Regions from separate parts of the Mus musculus genome. Here region 1 is linked to region 2. Evidence: chromatin contacts called from public HiChIP or PLAC-seq data. All regions are on one chromosome and are shown on one strand. Each heading gives the region's core, a stretch centred on a gene start, on an enhancer-like site or on the middle of the called end of the contact. The rest is flanking DNA. Distances are from core to core; before and after follow the strand shown. Region 1 has its middle 12 kb from the start of Siah1a. Region 2 has its middle 19 kb from the start of Gpt2.

The links. HiChIP or PLAC-seq counts read pairs in DNA pulled down with a chosen protein or histone mark.
Region 1: an H3K27ac HiChIP or PLAC-seq map of embryonic stem cells shows a contact between it and region 2, with 7 times the contacts expected there. The contact joins two enhancer-like sites. A contact is called at or near these places in 1 of 39 promoter capture datasets (embryonic stem cells), 1 of 484 Hi-C or Micro-C datasets (embryonic stem cells) and 2 of 115 datasets of contacts at active chromatin or transcription factors (both in embryonic stem cells).

Annotation. Positions count from the first base shown.
Region 1 is chr8:86,756,094-86,760,868 of GRCm38.p6, forward strand. No RefSeq gene overlaps it. Among named protein-coding and RNA genes, the nearest start is that of Siah1a, 12 kb to the left of the region's middle. Within about 2 kb of position 1,443, at least 88 of the 459 cell types and tissues checked have an H3K27ac peak or open chromatin away from gene starts, as enhancers often do. A contact at or near this core is called in embryonic stem cells, where this site is marked.
Region 2 is chr8:85,471,019-85,475,651 of GRCm38.p6, forward strand. No RefSeq gene overlaps it. Among named protein-coding and RNA genes, the nearest start is that of Gpt2, 19 kb to the right of the region's middle. Within about 2 kb of position 2,078, at least 8 of the 459 cell types and tissues checked have an H3K27ac peak or open chromatin away from gene starts, as enhancers often do. A contact at or near this core is called in embryonic stem cells, where this site is marked.

The DNA.
Region 1 (4,775 bases), core at 193-2,692, 1.3 Mb after region 2:
CCTGAAAAATGTCTTAGGAAAAATCTCCCATGAATACAGCTTAGCACTGCATTGGTTTTTGGGGTTTTTTTTCGGTTTTTTAGTTTTTGTTTTTTTTTTGTTTTTGGGTTTTTTTGTTTTTGTCTTTATTTTTGTTTTTTTTCTGTCTTTCTTTTTTGGGTGTGTGTGTGTATATATAGGGGGATCTTTCTCTGTTGACCAAGCTGGACTGGAACCCACAAACATAGCACAAGCTGTCTCAGAACTTATAGCAATCTTTCTGCCTTAATCCTTCCACTGTTGATGCTGGGATTACAAGCCTGCTCCTACAATGCTTGGTTTTATATTGTGCTGTTTTTATAACTAAAGATAACAAGAACAATCAAAATTCCCCCAAAATAAAGCCTCTGTGATTACTAAATAAGAACTAGGCACAGAAGCCATTGGCACACACCTTTAATCATAGCACTTGGGAGGCAGAGGCAGGCAGATTTTTGAGTTCAAGGCCAGCCTGGTCTACAAAGTGAGTTCCAGGACAGCCAGGGCTACACAGAGAAACCCTGTCTCGAAAAAACAAAAAACAAAAAACCATAAAAAAAGGACTTCTAATGGATATATGTAAGTTGGAGACCATGAGAATTCCTGTGACCTGCCTGAAGTAGGTCCTGAGAATTGAACCAGGGTCTCTCAGGAAGAGCAGTCAGTGTTCTTAACCACTGAGCCATCTCCCCAGCCACTATCCCCATGAGTGAATCTTTAACTCCAGTACCAACAAACTGCATGCTGAAGCAAGAGGATGGAGATTTTTGAGAGCAGCCTGAATTACATAGGAAGACCCCCCCCCTCCAATAAATAAATAAATAAATAGGAGGATGTGGAGGATGTGGAGAAGTGAAGAGCACTTGCCTGGTCTGTATGAGTCTGAGTTCAGCTCCCAGTGTAAAACAGGAGGACATTTTTAACCTGACTAACCTGACTTTTCAGTAATGTATTGCATTTCTTTTCTTTCTTTTAAAGCTACGCTCAAAATACTGCTCAGGATTACATCATTATGGTTTCAATGAGCCAAAAATTCAACTTCCTCTATTACCCAGAATAATAACTCTTAAGAGCTAAAAACTTCAAAGCACTTCACGAGCATTTAATTAGTCCTCTCTGGTGCCAAAGAGAAGGACATAGATATTCACAGAACTTCATCTGACATCGTTCAATTTGGCGAGACTTCTGCTGGCTTCGAAAAGCCGTGTCTGTCCCACGAAGGTTATTTGGGCCACCTTGCATCAGTCGCCCTTACCTAATGAAACCTGGTAATCCAAGCGGTTCGAATTGCCATCTCCTTGGACTCTGGTAGGGCAAGGGGAGCTGCTGAAAGCCTGGAAGAGAAAGGGCAGCAATTCCTCTGAGAGCGGAGTACAAAGCGCATCTGTAGGGAACCTGCTGAGATGGAGCGCGTGATTGAGGCCGGAGCGATTGCATCAGCGTCTGATTGACTCCCTGGAACTGGGGCAGGATGGTAACCGGGCTCTTCTCAGAACTCCGGCTCTCCTGAGGCCCTGAGCACCGGCAGGCGGGCTCCACTATGCTCATAGCTTACCTCCTGTGCGTGGGAAGCTCCTGGCCACCCTTTTCTCTCTATTCAAACTAGCTTCCTGCGGAAGGTCTAACGAAAATAGAGCAGCCATGCCCGGGAGACCCAGTCCAGAGGTGACTGTCTTCTCACAGCCTCACCGCCCCCATCAAAACCTGGTCCAGTTCTTAAAATTCCCACCACATGATCTGTTACACAATTGCAGGAATGACATCAAATCTTACTCCTTTTTTTTTTTTTTTTTTTAAGACTAATATCTTGATTTGTAGCCCAGGCTGCTCTTGAACTCCCTATAGAGCTCAGGTTGACCTCCATCTCTTGGCAATCCTCCTGCCTCAACCTCAAGTAATGGAATTTCAGGCTTGTGTCACCAAGCCCACCTTCTGATTTTTTAAAGAAGGCATTAGTATATATTAGCATTGTGTCCACATATGTGTATGTTATGTGTGGGCTTGGTGCAGTTAGGGGTCCGAAGAGGGTTTCAGTCTCCCTTTACTGGAGTTATAGACACTTGGGAACCACCATGTATGGTGGGAATAGAACTCGGGACCTATGCAAGAGTAACAAATGCTCTTAACTGCTGAGTTATCTCTCTAGTTCCCATCTTCAGATCTTAATTTCAATTCTGGTGCAAAAAGACTTAAGAAATGTTTATTGAGTGCCTATTACACGTCAGACATTTGTGGAGTCCTGGATCTGGCTTCCTTTTTCAGAAAATAACTGCACTGCAGATCCACTGGTGGAGGCTCCAGCCAGCAACCCCAGAGGGGCTCTACAGAGCAGAAGGGGCAAGTTCATCAGGTGCTGTTCGACTGTCAGGAGTGGGAAGGAATCATCCCCTGGGGTTTCAACTTCGTTTCACAGTCTGAAAGATCAACCCCAAGGCCTTGCACATGTTAAGCAAGCGCTCTACCATGGAAGGACAGTCTATGTCCAACTTTGCTCTTTTTTCTTTTTCTTTTTTTAATCATTGTCAGAATATTCTGCAGAACCACAGATCATCTACAGTGTTCCTCATGTCACATGATTCTTGTTTTGTTTTTCGAGGCAGGGTTTCTCTGTATAGCCCTGGCTATCCTGGAACTCTCTCTGTTAACCAGGCTGGCCTTGAACTCAGAAATCCACCTGCCTCTGCCTCCCAAGTGCTGGGATTATAGGCGTGAGCCACCACTGCCTGGCATGTCACATGATTCTTAAGTCACTTCACTTTTCTGTTCAAATGATAAAGCCTGATAGTAGGAGTTAGCCAGAGCCCTCATGGGCTCTGTACAACCCACTAGCCAAGACGAGTTTTTACATTTTTTTTAAGTGGTTAGGAAAAGATAATTGTGACACATGAAAATTACCTAAAGGTACAATTTTTAGTGTTCCTTAGTAAATTTTAATGTGATGTAGCCACACCCATTTATTTACATACTGTCCACTCTAAAAATTGCTACAATAGCAGAATTGAATACTGGCTTCCTGGACTACACTGCCTGCCTTAGCTAAATATTTACTCTCTTGCTCTTTTTAGAAAGTTTGCCAACCTCTGCTACAGAGTAAACACATTGATACAAGCCTTTGAAAGTCTTAGAGCCTTATCGTTTGTCACAAATGAATAGTAAACTAGAAAAGATAATTTTAAAACCGAAGTACAAATAAGTGGTGGCTAGAAAAGATAATTGTAAAGGAAAGTAAACCTTTGGCACATCCTTTAGTGAGGCCTCAAGAGGCCCTGCTGAGCACACGGGCTAGGGAGCCGGCTCTCTACTCTGGCTGATAACAGAGAGCAGCAGTAAAGTAGCTCATGGTCTAATGTGAGCAAGGTTAAGGGCTGTACACACTAGTTACTGTCCTAGCCTCCTGACGCTTGACTGACACAACTTCCTCAAAGTCACAGCAGTAGAAAGAGACACCTTCTGGATTTTACCAGGCTTGGGAATTTCAGGACTATGGCAACGTAAACATTAACCCACCATAATTTGACACACTGTGACACCTGTATGGTACCAAGCCAAAAAGCCCATTCCTTAATCTGTTCTCAGAAGAATCTATGGAGTGGGAAGACACAAATGAACAGAGCTGTGAAGAGAGCGGGGAGAGGCGAGGTCTCGACCACAGCACAAGATGGACAGCAAGCAGGGGCAAAGAGGGCTTGGCTTGTAAGAAGGCTGAGGTCTGTGTTTTTTTTTTTTTAAAGATTTATTTATTATTATATCTAAGTACACTGTAGCTGTCTTCAGATGCACCAGAAGAGGGCATCAGATTTCATTACAGATGGTTGTGAGTCACCATGTGGTTGCTGGGATTTGAACTCAGGACCTTCGGAAGAGCAGTTGGTGCTCTTAACCACTGAGCCATCTCTCCAGCCCCAGGTCTGTGTATTTCTAAGGACAACGGGGAATTGGAGAGGCAGGGTGTAAAGAGTGGAGGAAAACTCAAAGCCCAGGAGAAGCAGGAGGAGGCCGTGAAAGGGAGCAGGGAGGCCTGACTGAGCCTTTGCAAGGCTGGCCTTTCTGGATCAAGGTGGTGCTTTCTAAACATGTCCGGAAGCCAGGCAGAGTGTCAAGTCTGCCATCGCAGCACTTAGGAGGCCAAGGAAGGAAGCACACAAGTTCAAGGCTGGCCTGGGTTATGTAAAGAATTTCAGGCTGCCTTAGACTACGTAGCAAGACCCCATCTCAAAAAACAAACAAGCAAACACCAAAACCAAACAACTGGAACCTCCCTCCCGTCAGGTTGCTTCTGTTGAGAATTTCACAGAAATTCAAAAGTAACCAAGACAACTCATTTGTCAGGAAGGCAATCTTTCTCCACCACCACCCCGTCCTCTTTTTAGAGCCAATCCAAAAGGAACATTTGCAAAAATTTTCCCTAGCTCTTGTGTGTTATACCTGGTACTAATGTCCCTCTTTTTTTTTTATTTTTTTTTTCTTTTCTTCTCTTTTGTGTGTGTGTGTGTCCTCTTTATTTTTAAATGGGTACAAGGAACACAATTTGGCCAGCATCACCACGTTCATTCTTGTTTGCTTTTTGATTAGATATAAGGATTTCTTACTTAGCCCAAGCTGGCTTAAGTTAGCAAGCATCCTGCCTCAACCTCTGAGCACATAACCTGTATCTAGCTATCTCTCCTCTGTAAATCTCTACACATCTTTTCTCTGTACCTGAATGATGTAGAAAGTACCACTTCCGTGAGTTTTGTTTCAGCACAGTGTTTACATTA
Region 2 (4,633 bases), core at 828-3,327:
TGCATTGGGACTAGCGTGGGCTTTTGAAACCTCATACCCCACCCTCACTGACACACCGCCTCCAACCTTCCCCATACCTCCTCCTCCTTCCCCAAATCTTCCACTAACCGGGGACTGAACATTCAAACCTACGAGACTATAGGGCCCATTCTCATTTAGACTATCACAGGGTGAGTGCCTATGTGTTATGTATGTTTGTGAACCCATGCATGCCTGGTGCTAGGAGAGGTATTAGAATCCGTGGATCTAGGGCTGGAACGATGGCTTGGAGGTTAATAGCACTGGCTGCTCTTCCAAAGGTCCTGAGTTCAGTTTCCAGCAACCACATGGTTGCTATCTATAATGAGATCTGGTGCCCTTTTTTGGTTTGCAGATAGACATGTAGGCAGAATGCTTAATACATAATAAATAAACATGAGAGAAAGGAAGGAAGGAAGGAAGGAAGGAAGGAAGGAAGGAAGGAAGAAAGAAAGAAAGAAAGAAAGAAAGAAAGAAAGAAAGAAAGAAAGAAAGAAAGAAAGAAAGAAAGAGAGAATCCTGGATCTGGAATTACAGGCTGATGTGAACTGCCTAATGCAGATGCTAAGAAGCTAACCTGAGTCCTCTACAAGAGTTGCAACTGAGCCTTCTAAATTTTAATTAAACATACATTTTTGTTCTTTAATCCAGGCCTTGTTTGGAAGAGATGATCAATAACTACAATGAGCTAAGCAGAAGTTTAAGATCAATGTACTGGGGCTGGTGAGATAGCTCAGTGGGTAAGAGCACCCGACTGCTCTTGCTAAGGTCCGGAGTTCAAATCCCAGCAAGCACATGGTGGCTCACAACCATCCGTAACAAGATCTGACTCCCTCTTCTGGAGTGTCTGAAGACAGCTACAGCGTACTTACATATAATAAATAAATAAATAAAAATTTAAAGATCAATGTACTGAAATTTGAACTTAGAATTTTAACATCATATACCTAATGTCTCATCTTTTACCTATGGAACCTGATTAACCTTCCAGCTTCCTTTCAAAATTGGAAACATCTAGCCATCCTAATCTTCATACCAAAGTTCCCTTTTGCTAAAAATATTGTGTAACTGTGGGTCTTTCTATGTCTACCCCATTTCTCAAATAATGGCACAGAATCTTGTATTTACTTATGACTGCCTTTGGCCTTCAGACTAGGCTTAGGCTTAGGCTTGCCCTTCGACTATCTCTTAACTTGCATTAACCTTTATAGTATTCTATGTCTGCTGCATGGCTGGTTACCTCTCCTCAGTTTCATACATCTGATTTCCTCTGAGTCTGGGTAGTGAATCTCCCATGCTTCTCTCATCCCAGAGTTCCTCTCCCTGACTGCAAGTCCTGTCTTCCTCTTCTCCTTGGCTATAGGACACAGGCTTCTTATTTAACAAATCAGAAGGTGCCTTATGCAGGTAAGGAAGGACAGAGACCACATCTTCACACAGTGCACAAAAACAGTCCTACAGTCTCCCTTTTTTTCCTCTAATACTATCTTCTATGTCTTTTCTTAAAACCTTGAGACATAGGAACATTAACAGATACATTTGCCATCTGTTGTGAGGAGACCAAAATGTCTTCTCGCACCCCCCCCCCCCCCCGTGCCCTTAATTAGGTTCTGATGAAAAACCAACATTTGATTTCACCACAGTTCACCCTGGAAAGACAGTGAGTTTCTTTGGTTTAGCTAGAGCAGGGTTGAGGGGTTACTGACAGGCCACAGAGAACTGTCCTCCGCCAGTATGGGTGGTGGCTTCCACAGAGCGGCAAAGGCGGAGCTCAGTCTTCCTAGTCTTCTCCAGCGTTTCTTTACCTCTGGCTGGAAGGAGGGGCTCAGAACTCAGTGAGGGTCCAGTGACCTCCGTCCTTACTCCTTCTATGGAGGAGAATCAACAGTCAACAAATCCGAGCAGACAGAGCTTCTCCAATAACCAATTAGAAATTCCCCTCTCCCCGCCAGGTTGCTTGTACTCTGATTTTTGAACACTTCACCCACCCTCAGGAATTGGTGTTAGGTGTTCCTTGGCTTTAGGCTCCTGAGAAGCCATCAAGGAGAGCTGGATGTGGTGGTGCAAGCCTTTTGTGCCTTTAGTTCGAGCATTTGCAAGACAGAGACAGGCAGGTCTCATGAGATTAAGGCCAGCCTGGTCTACATAATGAGTTCCAGAACAGCTGGGGATATATAAAGAGACTGTAAGTAAAAAGAAAGTGTGGGAAAACCCAGCTAGTTAAGGTCAAAGTGTACCATTATCCAAATAGCCTTCTGGGCTCGGTGCAAAATGGAATACTCCTTCTACCAGCAGTACCCCTACTCTGACCCTGACCCCCACACACCTAATGAATGTCACGTAACCTTGGTGATTACTTCCTTTCTTCCAAGAAGAACCTGGTCAGCTAACACTTGAAATTCCTGGAATGCCTCCCAATGTTAATGAGTACAACCTTTGCCCACCCTGGATATCCCTGTCCTCTTAAACCAAAACTGGATAACTCTTGAATCAGCCGAAGTAAAGTTGACCACCACTCCACCCCCACTCCCCACCGCCACCTGTAATCTCTGCCTCATTTGCCCTCATGGACCAATACCCACCAAAGATTCCTGGGGGCAGGAGGAGCCTCAGGAAAGAAGGTAGGGAGGGAGGAAGGAAGAGAGGGAAGGAGGGAGGGAGGAAGGAAGAGAGGGAGGGAGGGAGGGAGGAAGAGAGAGAGAGGGAAGGAAGGAAGGAAGGAAGGAAGGAAGGAAGGAAGGAAGGAAGGAAGGAAGGGAATAAAAAGAAGGTAAAGAGTGGCTGGGGCTGCACAGAGCCAAATGCTGGGATTTCACAGACAGGTATTTTTCACGTACTTCATGTCAGTGGCATGTCTCCTTTACTCCAATCTCCCAGATGGCTGGAACACCACAGAGTAGTTGGCCACTTTTTTAGTTTCTTACCTTAGTCTTATGCATAGAAGTTGTCTGGTCGCTATGGCACTGAGGGACTGAGTTAGAGTCTCTGATAGGCAGATAAATAGGTTAAGTGGAAACTTGTAGTTTCTTTGGAAAGTCAGTTATGTCAAATGATGGTTTGCTGGGGCACACAGGTGAAAGGATGTCTTGCTAAAGCAAACAAGTGAAAGACTGCTATCCTGAAGCAGACACAGGTGAAAGGATGTTTTGATATAGCAGACACTTGAAAGAACCTAGGATGAAGGAGTATAAATATGACCCCACAGACATGGGAGGCAAGCATTGGGCTTCAGCCTGGTGTCCTCCTTCTTCACCAAAGACATACATGTATTGGTTCGCCTTACATAGTGTTGTTGAGCCCAACTTGTGTCTGCCAGTGAGAGAAACTTGCCCAAGAACTGCTCGTGAGGTTCCTGCAGCAGGTTGCTGCTTCCATGGCCTCGCCTTAGGCTGACTGGTGAGCCTGGTGGTTTCTTCAGGATTGAACTACAGCTGCCTGGAGTCTGCCTGCCTAGAGGACTGGTCTACAGCTGCTGGATTGTATTTGGTGTTTGCTATGGGACTGAACTGCTGACAAAGAAGATCTTCAAGCTTGCCCCCAAAGAACTATTACTGAACAGGTCCACTTCCCCAAAATCCTAATAACTTTTCTCTTCTACTACCTCTGCTGGGTGGTGAGCTAGAGGAGAGGTTGAACCCTTATTAAAAGTAGGTTGCAAAAAATTTATGCCAACAGACAGGGAAAGGGGTTATGACTAGGTAATAAAGTGACTAACTTCCAAGATGGCTGCCTTCTTCTTCATCCTCCTGACCTGAGACAAAAACTTAAAACAATGGCATTGTGGGTGAAAGGACAACATAAACCCTCTTTGTCTCCATTTAAGGACCAGACTTGATTTTGAAAAAAATAGACATAAGGCACCAGCTCCAGGAATAGACCCTAAGTCCCAGAAACTAGGCCATAAGACACTAGCTCCAGGGGCAGACCATAAAATCCAGAATAAGATCTTAAAACTCCCTCCCAAAGAACAGCTTGGGGATAACCACAAAAATGGGGAAATGTCTTATCTCAGAATGGGCCATCTGTGCTGGGCAGCCCTATTTCATAATATAGTTAAACGTTCATGACATAGGAATGCAGGCCACTGACCACCTGTGACACCCCTAGCACCTACCAATGACATTTTAGATTACCTAATCCTTCTAGAGAATCCCCCGACCCCGTTCCCTAATAAGAAGGCTTGAATGCCTGGGGTAGCCATTTTGGAGAATGGTTGACCCCCTGCATGCTGGATGTTTCTGCAGAATAAACACTTTTTGTTTTTGTATACTATCTGAGTCTGGGGTCTTCCTTCAACAATTTTCAGATCCTTACATGGGCTTTTGCCCATCTCAGTAAGACCCATGGTTGCTGATGAACTGGCCCAGCTAGTTCAAGGCCTTATGGGGGCATGTTTACATAATAGTTGTTGGCCAATCAGCCAATCTGTCTTTCTTCAAACTGACCAACCCTGAAGACCCTTCAAAGACTTAAAAACAAACAAAAAACCCTAGCCCTTAAAGAGAGAATGGGCTCTCTCTCTCTCTCTCTCTCTCTCTCTCTCTCTCTCTCTCTCTCCTCACTTACTCCCCCATTCCCCACTGTGGATGAATGTGATCAGCTGCCTTACTCTTCT